2 separate regions of the Mus musculus genome follow, and region 2 is linked to region 1. A link is a contact called in public promoter capture Hi-C data. All regions are on one chromosome and are shown on one strand. The core of a region is the stretch at or near the end of the contact, and the rest is flanking DNA. Distances in the headings are between cores, read along the strand shown.

Region 1 (7,040 bases), core at 2,191-4,690:
CATCATTGGGAAGAGAGGCCCCTTGGTATTTCAAACATTATATGCCCCAGTACAGGGGAACACCAGGGCCAAGAAGTGGAAGTGGGTGGGTAGGAGAGCAGGGCAGGGGGGAGGGTATAGGGGACTTTTGGGATAGCATTTGAAATCTAAATGAAGAAAATATCTAATAAAAAATTGGAAAAAGAAAAAAAAAGACATAATCATCTAAATAACAACCCTAGGAAAAAAATTTTTTTTTTACTGCTAGAGATGGATCTCAGGCCTTGAACATACTAGGCAAGCACTCTGTCACTAAGTTATATTCCTAGAACTTGATTTTAAACCTGATTTTTAGGCATCTCCCTAAACTGCCCAGGTTGGTTGCTCTGTAGCCAAGTAGCCCCCAACCTTGCCATCTTCCTGTCTCAGCCTCAGGAGGAACTGGAATGCATAGTTTGATAAAATCTTGACCAGGCATGGTAACACACATTTTGAATCCCAGAACTGAGAAAACTGAAACATGAAATCAAATTTGAGCTTATGTACAAGGAGAATGAGTGGAAAGAAGTAGTGTTCTGGTAAAGTACATATTTATTGTTATTTCTAGATGATTAATGACTTTATCAGCAGTTAACAAAAGATGGGTTTTTTTTTAGTGAAGAATTGGTTTGATTGGTTAACTAAAGTTCACCTTAAAATTACTTTAAAACAGACTATTTCAACAGAAGAAATATCTGTAAGGGGCTCAACAGTTAAGAATACCGAACTGCTCTTTCAGAGGTCCTGAGTTCAATTCCCAGCACCACATGGTGGCTCACGACCATCTGAATTGGGATTCGATGCCATCATCTGGTATGTCTGAAGACAGCTACAGTGTGCTCACATATATAAAATAAACTTTAAAAACTTTAAAGAAAAAAAAAAACATCTGTAAAATTCTCTCCATTACAGTTAGAAGAACGTACATGTTTTCTACTCTCTGAAGACTGGCATGGGTATTAACACCTGTGTGAAGCTTGGTTAAGGAGGAGAGGAGCCTAGGAAGGGGACAAAAGACACACTCAAAGAAATAGAATTCAAAGTGTATTCTAAGGAGGAGCTTCTAATAGTAAAAATTCAGTATTTGTATTGCCTTTCAGCCACAAGGTACATAAAGCCAACACACCAGCATTGTCTGTGTTACTGACATGGCCAAGGATGATATAACAGTACTATGTCTACTTCTGCAGACAGCAGTTCTCAAGCTCCTCAAAGTTTGGCACTTTCTAAAGCAGCTATAAAAAAGATAGACCACTAATCTTCTTGCCCTGCTGGTTTCCCCAAATTTTGCAACTTTTAATATCAACAGAATGAAACCAATTGTTTAGTGTGAGCAATTTTAAATGTGAATGACATCATTAAATCTAGATTAGCAGAATCAGACCAAAGTCTGGCTTTTTCAATGTTTCTTTGTACAACTACCAAGGTGGGTAACTTCATTAAAACATATATTATGATTAGTATTAGTATTGTAGTTCTCCCCATAACCTCCAAAAGAAGTGATTTTTGGGGGGGAAAAGACATGGACGTTAAAAAGATGTAATTTAGTGTCACAATGACTCAATGTCTGAGAATAAGATGCCTAAATTCTGACTCTCACTTCCTGCTTTGATGATACCTTACCTCACTTCCTGAAAATGTTGTAAGGCCTGTGAGATAGGATCAAAGAACTCCTGCCCAAAGACTCAATACTTCTACCATTCTCTTAGCTCAGCAGCAATTGTCAACTATTTTTCTGATGGCTACCAATAAAATTATTACAATTCTCCCAATCACAGAAGCTTCCATATTCTACTTTTAAGATTCTTTCCTGAACTTTTCTTAAGGCCAACATTTGGTAAGATTTTCAAGTCTATGAAAAAAAGTATTCCAACTCCATAACCAACTAAATACTCTGAATGAATCAAAGATTAACTTCTGCCACTGTGTATTATTTTGGGTTTTGTGAAACTCTGATCTTACAGATGAAATCATTTTCAAGAATGAGTATTCCAGATATTCATTCATGTCCATATCACAACGATGAGTATTGAGTACAAAAAAAGGTACCAAAAAAGGAAAGGGGTGGAAGACATTATACTTCATACACGAACTGATTAAAAAGGAAATGTGTCCAACTGGTGTGGCACACAGAACTGATTTCCAGGTATATCTCTGTGAGTTCGAGGACAGACTAGTCTATAGAATTGTTCCAGGACAACCAGGGCTACACAGAAAAACCCAGTCTCCAAGAAAGGGTGGAAAGGGTAATGTGATCTTTTATCAGCCTCACTGATAAATGCTCACTGACTTCCACACGGTATTCTCAAAAATAAAATTAACCTTTAAAATTGGAGGGGAGTTAAATCCCTACCTAAAACAAATTAGCTGTGAAGGTGAGCTGCTCCCAGTGAGGTCCACTAAAACAGCTCCCTTCTTGAAGTGGCCCATGGAAGAGCCAAACAACTTCAGAACCCCGAAGTCGGCCAAACCCACACCTACCCCAATTTATGCACACCTACCCTCTGGTCAACCGAATAATATCCCCTGTCTGTATGAGCCCTCCGATCTCATCCCACACAGAAATAGTGATGCTTCCCGTTCTATCAGCTACTTTGCAGGATCTCACTTCATGGCCGTCTTTGGTTTTGGTCACTCGTCCTGTGAAGATTTAAAAATCAAAAAGGGGAGAAGGAAAGGTGTGTTAGATAAGGAGTTCATTCGAGGGAGCTCTTTCACCCTCCTCTGGCTCGCTACGTGACTGACTTCTGTCCCCGGGTAGGATTCTGGGCCAGGAGCACGTGGGGTCGCGGGCGGGGAAGAGGTCCGAGCTCTCGAGGGTGTGGGGCGGGCTGCGGACCTCACTTACCTATCTCCAGGACAATAAAGACGACATTTAAGTTTTTCAGTCCGGCCTTAATGTCTTTTATAAAAAGTGGAGGGTCGTTGACCCCGTGCATACTGAGGCAGGTGCGGCTACGCTTCAGAGACCCACTAGGCAAGGCTTCCCACCCTCGGGGAGGGGCAGGGGCAGAGCCGGGGAGCAACCTGGGGCAAGATTGGCGACCGGGGTCAGGAAGCGGTAATTCAGGGGCCGGGTAAACCAGCCCTAGAGGCACGGAGCCAAAAGAAAATAAAAATGGAAAAGGGAGGGGAAAAAGACTCTCACAAGTTCAAAAAAAACAAAAAACCAAAAAACAAAACCGAAGACGCACTCCGCACCCTGAGCCCGCTCCCAAGTGGGCGGCGAGCAAACCAGCGTGCGCACTGCCGCCTCCGCTAAGGGAAAAGGGATCAGGAGACGGCCCTGCCCGAGTCCCGCTGTCCCTCACACAACACACGCACACGCGCGCGCCCCCTCCGTCCCAGGCTCAGGGAAGGTACGTGACAGCAAAACGGCAAGGCTGTTCACCAACCGCGCAGCCCGCGTCCCAAGCAGCAACTGGCGAACGCTCCCTCAGGCCGGCTTTATTAAGCCGCGCCCCGCCCCTTGTGGCGTCACGCGACGTCACCACGCCCACTAGCACGCCTCTGGGGCGGAACACAGCGCCACTGAGCTCGCAGCTTCCCTGGATCCTCCCCTACTGTCAGCACAAGCACCGCCTCCCGGCCGACCAATGGTCTCTCGGCCACACCCTCCTCCCGCTGGTCGCTCCACGTCTTCCGGGTTTCTGTAGGGCTGGGTCTTTTGGTGCTCCGAGGGAGACCTGGCTTCTTCTAATTCCTCAGGATCCTTCAGTAAGGCCACCTTTGCCCTTCAGTCCCGCGATCACGTGGAACTCAGATGTTCCGAACCCCGTGGTTAGAGCAAGTATGCAGTTGAGAAGGAACGGAGAGAGTGATCGAGCAGGATCAAGGAGAGAGAAAAAAGGGCGAACTAAAGGTGTCCGAGGCTTCCAAGAGAGTGGTTCCCAGTCGCAGGCAACTTGGCGATCAACCTTCGTACTTTAGAGGTGTTTAAATTGGGATCCAGAAACACGAGGTGGTCTTTTTAAAAGTAACTTGTAAATAAACCTCTTTTCATGCTGATAATAGCCATACATAGTTAAGTTCCACAGATATTTCATTTTTTCCTTAACCCTTTTCTTTAAATTGCACTTGGCTTTTATATAACTAAGATGAGTTAACCATACACTGGTGAAGGGGAACCTTAAAACAAAACCTGAAAGGGAGGGTTGTGCTTTGCCACCAAACAAGCTGGAGGCTAATTGTGTGACCTTGAAATTAGTTGGTTAAGCTTCCTAGCCAGAATTTAACAATCTGAACAATAAAACTAGGATCCTTGCCTCATAGAGGATAAAATGGGGTCATAAATAAATTGCCCAAGTACAGTCGCAAATAGATCTGTGATCAGTATTTCTTTTCATCAATTTTCTATTGAAAATAATTACCTGTTATTTAATCTCATGGTGAGTGATAATTTTAACCCCCGTTTACAAGTAATAAAACTCACTAGAGAATAACCAAACTGGATTTCAATTTAGGCAATCTTGACCCTAGGAGGCTTCAACCAGAAGTATTTTATGTTTAAGTAGTATGATTGTAACCCTCCAAAACAGATTGAAGAAATGGGAACAGCAGAGTATATTCTAGCATGTTAGAGAATCATATAAGCAAATACTGTGGAAAATAGAAAATGTATATATCAAAAACACACTTCTTTTTCTTTTTAAGGATAATACCGAGAAACAGCATAGAGAAAAGTTTAAGAATAAATAACAAGCCATGTTAAGAACATTGAGCAGCCTAGAGGTGAAGCACACCTTTAATCCCACCATTCAGGAATCTCAGGCAATCTGTGAGTTCAAGGTCAGCCTGAGCTACACAGAAACCTTGCCTTGAAAAACAAACAATATAATAGAGCAAAGTTGTGGCCAGGGATCTGGGTGGGGTGGGGTGGGGTGGGGGACCTAGCCACTCCCTGAATTCTCAACCATTTGCCCTCATAAAAAGGACTAAGAGGGATGCTCAGAATTATTTATATACACATTCCTTAAAGAGGTCCCAAACACTAAGAGACCAGGCCCTGTAGGGGTGTGCCCTAGGTGGGTTCTCGGGGCTGACCAACACTGAGAGGAGAGGTAGACAGACTCATGCACCCTATCCCCAAACCAGAAGACATCTCCAACTGATTAACGGCTCACAAATGAATATTAGTTCTAACAGTTTCACCTGGGCTACAAAAACAACTCAGTGACATTTTGGGAGGTTCTTTGTCTCCTAACGTCTCGTTGGGACTGTTTTGACTGGTCCTTACTGATTGTATATTATGGTTTCTGGTTTTGTACTATTTCTGTGTGTTTGAAAGAGTGTCACAGTGTCCATCTGATTCTTGTGCTTTTTTTTCCTTATGTTTTGTTTGTTTTATTATAATTTTTTAGATTCCTGTTTATTTTCTAACTGAGAAAGTGAATTTAGATGGGAAGGGAGGATCTGGGAGGAGTTGGGATATAATCAGAATATATGGTATGAAAAAAAAAAAACTATGTTCAATAGAACACACTTGCATGCCAAGAGAGGGAGGAGAGAGAGAGAGAGAGAGAGAGAGAGAGAGAGAAGAGAAGAGAAGAGAAGAGAGAAGCAGGCACTCTAAAAAGCAGAAGCTACTGCACAGGGCTGTCCCTCTGTCCCTGCCCTTCCTGGCCCTCCCTCCACCCAAGACAGACTCAGCTGATCCTCTCACTTCCTCCCCTAGCACAGAGCTCCCACAATAAAAATGGCACCACTTTCTCACAAACCCACAGGCAGCCTTGAGAAACTGCAACAAGAACACACAGTTCAATGGAGAGCATAGGTTTCAGCAACTCCTAAGTCACTTCTCAAAGATTATAGTTGATTAAGGATAAAATCAACTATGGGTGTGATGGTCCAAGCTCTTAAGGCAGCACTAGAGGCAAAGGCAGATCAATTGCTAAATGGTCTACACAGTGAGTTCCAGCCCAGCCAAGGCTACAAAAGGGAACCATCTCACAGAAAAAAATAAATAAATATATATATTAGACTTTTGCTGAGGCTGGAGAGATGGTTCATGGTTAAAAACATTGGCTGCTCTCCCCGAGCAGGCCCTGGGTTTGATTCCCAGCATACACAGGCAGGCAATACATATTTGTGGTACATAAACATACATGCTGACAAAATACCAGTACTCATAAAAATTAAAAATAAAAAGATAAAAACTTGCTATACTCATGTAACCATTCCCTAGAGTATATGCTGGCATGCATTAAGCATCTACTACATATCTGGCTCTGAACACTCCTCACAATTAGATTCAGTAGCTCTCTCAATGATACATGTTTCGTGACACCCCCCCCCCCAAAAAATCTGAGCTTTAAACCCTTATGCTTATAAAACTTTTTCTTTAAAAGAATATAAAATGTGTAAATCACTAGTTATCTAAATTTGTAATTGACTTTTTTGAAGGATTTGTAATTCAGAATAATCCCCAATGCCTGCTTGGGGCTGGAGGTCAGTGAAATATTCTAGAGGATAATGAAATTTTAGTTCCTCTTGGAAAGAAACTCATTGTTAAGTAGATTAATTCAAAGCATATTACTCTGTAATAATGAGGTAGGCAGCTTTGGCGTCTATGTTCTGAAACAGTTTTGGCTTTTATGTTCTATGTTCTATGTTTTCAGTATATCTTACCTCTCAATAGTTTCCTGAATTTGCTATTTATGGAAAAAAGCAAAAGTATATTGCCCAACAGAACTATATGGAAACAAATAACATATTATTGGTTCAAGTATATATATCATGATTTTCATACTTAAAGGATGTTGTAGACAATGCTCCAAGTCGTATGTCTAAAGAGCCTGGATAGGTCGGAGCTTCCACAAGGTCACAGTTGGAGCTTCCACAAGGTCACAGTTGGAGCTTCCACAAGGTCACAGTTGGAGCTTCCACAAGGTCACAGTCGGAGCTTCCACAAGGTCACAGTTGGAGCTTCCACAAGGTCACAGTTGGAGCTTCCACAAGGTCACAGTTGGAGCTCCCACAAGGTCACAGTTTTACAGAACTGTGAGAATGCTTAATCTGGATGT
Region 2 (7,040 bases), core at 1,223-3,722, 2.3 Mb after region 1:
AATAATGTTTGTTCAGTAACTGTTACAATGTAAACTGGAATCTAATTCTTAAAGGGTTAAAAAAACAACTACCATTTTACAATTAAAATTTCTCAATGCTTAAAGTACATCCTCTTTTGCACTAGTTGGAAAAAGCAAAGTGATCAATCAAAATATATCATGTATAAATATAAATTCAAAAAAGGGGTTCATTTACATGCACAAGATAATTAAAAAGAATATTTCTCTGTCTTGAACTCAGTTCAAAAACACATCCTTTTCAAAATAGTCTGGTATAGATAATATAAACTATGTGTAGTTGCATATATAGCTCTTTTGGCAGAGTACCAACTTGCATGCACAAGGCATAGGTTCAGTCCCCAACAGTGCCATATAAGTAGACAAATAATCAAAATTGAGCTGATAGTGCGGGCCTTTAATTTCAGAACTTGGAAGGCAGAGCCAGGCAGATCTCTTGAGTTCAAAGCCAGCTAAGTCTATAAAGTGAGACCCTGTCTCAAAAGACAAAAAGCCTTTAAAACTGGCAAGCAAGACTCAAGTGTAGAGTAAATGTCAAGATGCAGGAGGTAAGAATTTTAGACACAGGAAATAAGCATTATAATATATCATATCTTGAGAAAATTTAGTTTTAAACTGAGTCTCTAAAAAACTGGGAGATTTTGACACAGAAATTCTTCCTTATAATTGTCAAGCAGCTACAAAACAAACCAATGAAAACATGGTTATACGTTCACTTAACCCCAATGACAAACTGTTCACTGTCAATACACACTGAAAAATGAAATTAGAAGTGTCTGCCATTAAATGCCTACATTGTCTATAGACATTAATTTAGATATAAATGGTAGACTGTTGATTTATGAAGTTTCTACTAAAATGCCACTTCTACCTTAACCAAAATGTAATTTTTTTCTTAATATTTTATTACATGCAAGTTTAGAGGTCAGAGGACAAGCTGTAAGTGTAGGTTTTCTCTTTCTACCATGTAGGCCCTGGGGATAAGGACATTTGAGTTGGTGTCAAGAACCTTTCCCAGCAGAGCCATCTCCTGAAACTAAATTCTTACTTTAAAAAAAAAAAAAAAAAAAAATCCAAGAAAAACTATTACCAATCTATCCACATACAAAAAATTTTGAAATCACAGAAATATTACTTCTCTAACTTAAGCATACTGTCATGTAAGTAAATTTACTTTAATAGTAAACCTTCATTCCAGAAAATTATCTAAAATGTATGTGTATCTCAAAAAAACCAATTACTTGAAATATTAAAACTACCAAAAAATTAAATTAATATCAAAAAGATTAGGTGAAAAGACAGGTCTAAAATTTGGTCACGATTTCCATGGACTAGTGTTTTTTAATATACACAATTTTAAGGCACTGTGATTCAATTTTTATGAAGTTGTTGAAAACCATTTCTGGGCATCTCACTGTGAAGACTGTACCAATGAGAAAGGAGTTTATATCTCTCCATAATAAAACTGTGCTCCTGGAGTTCTAAATTCCATGTTACATATGCCTCCACTTGCCTCGTTACCTCTGCAGACCTTGCTGCTCAAGGCACAGCCTCTCTCCCAGTCTTGAACACTTAAAAAGTCCACACGGTATCAAACCTGCCGGCGAGGTTCGGTGTTATCGGTACCATGTATGTAAACATGACGTCAGCCAAACCCTCAGTGAATGTCACACTGCAAGCTAATGATTATGGTTGAAATTCCTAGGCTTTCAGAAGTATTTCTTAATTCCAACTTGCAAGCTGAAGCCAGCGCTTCTCTAGTCCCAGCACAGCCACGGCCACTAGCCACCAGCCGGCCGGCCGTGAAGTTTCTTTCAACTTTGTCTCCACTCATCTATATCCCGAGAGTGAAGCCAAATTAAGCGCTTTTCCCACGGTAAGGCCGAGTCGGGATAAAGATCCAGACCGTGGCCATGATGTGGCTGTCTAGTCTGAGGATGGGTCACAAGTACAGAAGAATTCCCACTGCTTTAAAGCCAAAAAGTCACGGAAACAGCTGTGGCTCCCCACGCCGGGACTGACAGCGGCCCACGCGATGACCGCAAAGTTTCTCCCAGGCTGCTGGCCGGACGCGTCCACCCGCCCCGACGTGAAGGCGTCCCGCGCCCACAGCACGCGAGCCCCGGAGCCACCCGGAGGACCACGTCGAGACGCCGCGGAGGCTATCGGGCATGGCCGCGCTCAGGGACGCCGGCTCTGGCCTTCGGGCTCGCCGCAGGGTCCCCGCGCCCCCACACCGACCGCTCCGCCGCAGCTCCGCGCCGTCGCGGGTTCTGCCCTCCCTCCGACCGGGCCACGGCTACACGGGCTCACCTCGCACTCTTCCCCACAACGGCTGGTCGCCGTCAGCCAGGCCCCTGTGAGGCGACTCCCGGCGGCGACCGCACAGACGCTGACCGACGCTTCTTACAGTTGAGGTTTGAAAAGTGCAGCCGCGTCTGGGACACTGTACTTCGACACAGACTCCGCCCTCTGCTGCCCAAGAGCCAATCGGAGCGATTACGGAGGGTGGGGTTGTCACGTGGGGGCGGGGCGGGGCGGCGGCCGGCAGCGCGTGCTGTGAGGCCGGGCCTCAGGAGGGGGGCGGGGAGTGGGCGGAGCGCCGAGCGCCTGAAGACTTGGTTGCTGGATGTAGCCTAGAACTGGACAGTGTGCAGGCCGGGTTGGGGGGGGGGGGGGGTCCGCGCCTCTTTTCCCACTTTTTCCACCTTCAGAGTAGTTCCGGGATGTGTAAGTATCGGGACACAAGAGATGAAAGAAGCCGATGTCCGGGCTCTTTGACTTGTGATGATTAAAGTTCTGTGTTTCAAATCTTCCTTGTCCTCTTCCTTACCTCCTGAACCTACCCTACAAATAGAGATTCCAGCTTGCTATGGGTTCTTGAAGCCATAAATAGGACTCCAGGATCCTAGTCTCTACAGCTGGATGTCTTAAGACACTAACTAGCTCAAGACACTGTAGGAGAATCTGAAGATGAACTAATTGCTGGTTTACTGTGGTAGGGGAAATGAGGAAAACTTGTACCTGCTCAATGCCCATTGCTACTTTCTTTCTTTCTTTCTTTCTTTCTTTCTTTCTTTCTTTCTTTCTTTCTTTCTTTCTTTCTTTCTTTCTTTCTTTCTTTCTTTCTTCCTCCCTCCCTCCCTCCCTCCCTCCCTCCCTCCCTCTCTCTCTCTCTCTCTCTCTCTCTCTCTTTCTTTCTTAGCAGTGTTAGAACACAGGGCCTTTCACATGCTTAGCAAGGGTTCCACTTCTAAGTTCCACCCCCAGGCCCCCAGATCTGTTAACTATTGAAGACTGTTTAAAAACTGAAAGTTTCGTGCTAGATACAGTAGGTTTACATACATATAAGATCCTAGGTTACTTATACGTTTATATGTAGCATCTACACATAGAATCTAGAACTGCTGAAGGGTACTTTTTTAGTAGGTATAAAAAACTATTGGGAAAAATTCTGTGAGTGGAACTCTCTTGCTTTTAGAACATCTTAGCAACCATTTTATGTTCTTCCCCTGTCACATTTAACCAAGATTTCTTCAAGCCATCTGCTTGCCCTTCCAAGCAGTGTATGTCCCAGGACACATGCATTTAAAGTTATCAAAACCATTTCATGAGGTCTGTGTTGTTATTTAGACAGGCCTCAGTATAATGTATTGATTCTTTAAGTGTTGTCAAATGGATAATGTTGCATCTTTTTAGCCAGGGAAGCATAAATGTTAAGGTGTCCACAAACCAATGAGATTGTTCCCATACTTTCTTCCAGGAAACAGCAGCTGCATCCAAAAGTGTCAGTACCAAGGCTTAGCCAGTGCCCTCTTGGAGTTCCTTGTGATCGTTTTTGGTGTTTAGATGTTTGTAACTGTTTTAAACTTAAACAATTCCTTGATCTCCGGCTTTTGAATGTAGAGGCCGTGTTGTGTGTGTTTATGTGGGGTTGTGTGTATCTGTGTATGTGCACGTGGAGGCCAGAAACATTAATGTCAGGTGTCAGTCTCAATACCTCTCCCTTTAGTTTTTGAAACAGTCTCTCCCTGAACCTGTAGTTCAGCAGTTCAGCTTGGCCTGCTGACCAGTGATTTCCATGGGTCCATCTACCTGTATCCACTGGACTTACAGGTGACAGGATCAGGTACCATGTGTACAGCTTTTGACATGGGAATCTGTACTGTGGTCCTTGTGGTGATATGGTCATCATTTTTACCAACTGAGACAGCTCCCCAGCCCATTGCCAGCTTATTAAAAACAAGACAGACAAACAAACAAACAAACAAACAAACAAAAACGACGTTTCATTATGTGAGGAGTGTTTGTGTATGGGTGAGTGTGCCAGAGGAGGTTAAAGGTGTTGCCCCCAACACCCACCCGGAGCTGGAGTTAAATGTCATCAGCTACCTGATGTGGGTACTAGAAACTGAGCTCTGCTCCTCTACAAAAGCAGCAAGTGCTCTTGACCAATGAGTTTCTCTGCCACCACCACCACCACCCTCTTCTTGTCATCAGCTCCACCCCCATCCCCATTGTCACCAGCTTTTAAGCAGTCGTCTTGCATTTTATTTAATTTTGTAAGCAGGTTGCCTTCTCCAGCAATCAAACTCATTGTTGCTTCCAGCGTGCTCACCTGGAATTCACTGGTACGTGACAGACATTGACCTATGTGCTACTTTAATGCTCCTGTTCCAGACTCATTTTTGTCCTAACATCTGCCCTAAGCAACTTAGGGAACAAAGAGGTTTATTTCACTTACAATACCAGATATACAGTTCATCATTATGAGGAAGTCAAGGCAGGAACTTCAGACAGCTAGTTATATCACATCCACTCCAAGAACAGAAAGAGACTAGTTCATACATGCCCAATTGTTTGCTTATGCTCTGCTCTCAGCTCTGAAGCAGTTTAGAAACCCCTGCCTAGGGGATAGTGCTGCCCACAGTGGCCTGGCCTTCCCACATCAGTTAATGTAAGTAAGATAATCCCCGCAGGCATGTAGACTGGCCAACCCAGTGTAGAGAATTTCTTGTTAACATCTTAAGAGATTCTAGGTCAAATTAACAAAGTTAACCATTACAGTCGCATCACCTTGGGCCTGTTGTCAGACTTATGCTCTTCCAAAAGACATTCTGCTAAATTGGCTTGGTCTCTGGTACTGTGATTGAAGTAACAAGTAATTTCCTATTCTGGGGAGAACACTGTGGTCTCTCAAGGAAATTCAAGATTCAGTGCACTCATAGCCATGTATGTTCCTATTGTTATTCCTTGAAGAGGAAATCCTCCTATAGTGTGATGGCTATTCTGCTGTCATTACCTCTGCCCTATTTATTGAGCTGAGCTGATATCCTTGAGTGCCACTGACCAGAAACAGTGGTAAAAGACTAATTGTATTCTCCCAATTCATTTGCGCCTTATATGAACATTAAAATAGAAGAACCGTGTCTTCATCAACGTTTTATTGCCGTGACAAAACACCATAGCCAAAAAGCAAGTTGGGGAGGAAAAGATTTATTCAACTTATACTTTCAGTGCACAGTCCACCACTGTGGGAAATCAGGACAGGAACTCAAGCAGGGCAGGAACCCAGAGTTAGGATCTGATGCAGAGGCCATGGAGTGTACTGCTTACGAGGCTTGCTACCTGTGGCCTCCTTGGGCATGTATGAACTAGTTTCTTTCTGTTCATTGATCTACTCTGTTCATCACCATAAGGATAGGTGATCTTTCCCAGTCCATCCAGGCCAACCATCACATACTGACCAGAAAAACTGATTCTCTCTGATCTCATGTTGAGTGCCTCCAGATAGGGAGGATGGAAGAGGATGGTGTTCTGCACAGAGAAGGCTGCAAACTCAAACTCCCGCAGCATCCTTAAAAAGAATGCCTAGACTGCGTACCAGTTATTTATGTATTAAGGGCTTAGAGTTCAATCCATGTAGAAAGAGGGGGGAAAACACTGCTAACTGTTGTCTTAAGGTTTCTGTTGCTGTGATAGAAACACCACGTCCAGAAGCAACTGGGGAAGAAAGGGTTTATCTCATCTTACACTTCTGTATCATAAGTCACTGAAGGAAGTCAACGCAGGAAGTCAACACGGGAACCTGGAAGCAGGAGCTGATGGAGAAGCCATTGAAGAATGCTTACTACCTTGCTCTCTCATGGTTTGCTCAGCCTAGTCTCTTATATTACCCAGGACTACCCATCCAGAGGTGGCACGACCCAAGGTGATCTGGGCCCTCCCACATCAATCATCAAACAAGGGAATGTACCACAGGCCAATCTGGTGGGGGCTTTGCCTCAGTTGAGGTTCTCTCCTCCAGAATGACTCTACCTTGTGTCAAGATGACATAAAATTAGCCAGCAAACTTGACCATAGCCAAATACTCCAGATATTTGTGGCCAGATTGAAGATAGCCAGACACAGGAGGAGTCAACCATTTTTGTAGAGTGTGGCATAAATCTCCTCCCAACAGAGGAACTCATGCTGGATTGAGATCTGGCCTCCAAAGATATACTCTCTAAAGGATAGAGGAGATATCCTCTCTAAATAACAGGATGCTACTCTCAGATGTCAGTTAAAAATATCAGAGTGCCTTTATCCACAGTACTGTGCACATCACAAATGGGTCAGCCCCTCAAACCAAAGTACTACATCAGACTCCCCTGGCTCTCCTATACCTTGTTAGCAAAAGTAATTAGGGCAAGTCTCTTTAGCTAAGAAATGACTCAGGATGATTCAGGAGTCTTCCTCAAACTGTGACACAATTCATGATGAACTAGAGCCATTCTGCCGATCCAATCGCCTTCTACAGTTTACAGGGGAGGACCTCCAAAGCCATCTGAAAGAAATACTGTGCACATTAGTGATTCTAAGTGTTCTACTATCTATGTTTAAAATATACATTCAGTTAATTTTGATAATGCATTCTTTGAACTTAGTATATCTAAAGTATTTCCATTTCAATATGGAGTGGATATTTTGCTTTCATTTTATTTTATCTTTATTTTATACTCAATAGCACTTTCCTGTTCAAT

Evidence for each region. Capture Hi-C pulls out chosen DNA fragments and counts their contacts.
Region 2: a promoter capture Hi-C map of liver shows a contact between it and region 1, with 2.8 times the contacts expected there. The contact joins the promoter of Stk17b here to the promoter of Nabp1 in region 1. A contact is called at or near these places in 1 of 39 promoter capture datasets (erythroid cells), 2 of 484 Hi-C or Micro-C datasets (B cells and rod photoreceptor) and 2 of 9 other capture datasets (adipose tissue and liver).

Annotation. Positions count from the first base shown.
Region 1 is chr1:51,474,959-51,481,998 of GRCm38.p6, forward strand. It overlaps Nabp1 (nucleic acid binding protein 1), which reads right to left and starts at 3,441. Exons shown (of 6, transcript NM_028696.3): 1 at 2,867-3,441; 2 at 2,520-2,658. The coding sequence starts at 2,957.
Region 2 is chr1:53,782,743-53,789,782 of GRCm38.p6, forward strand. Stk17b (serine/threonine kinase 17b (apoptosis-inducing)) reads right to left here and starts at 2,473. Exons shown (of 8, transcript NM_133810.3): 1 at 2,332-2,473.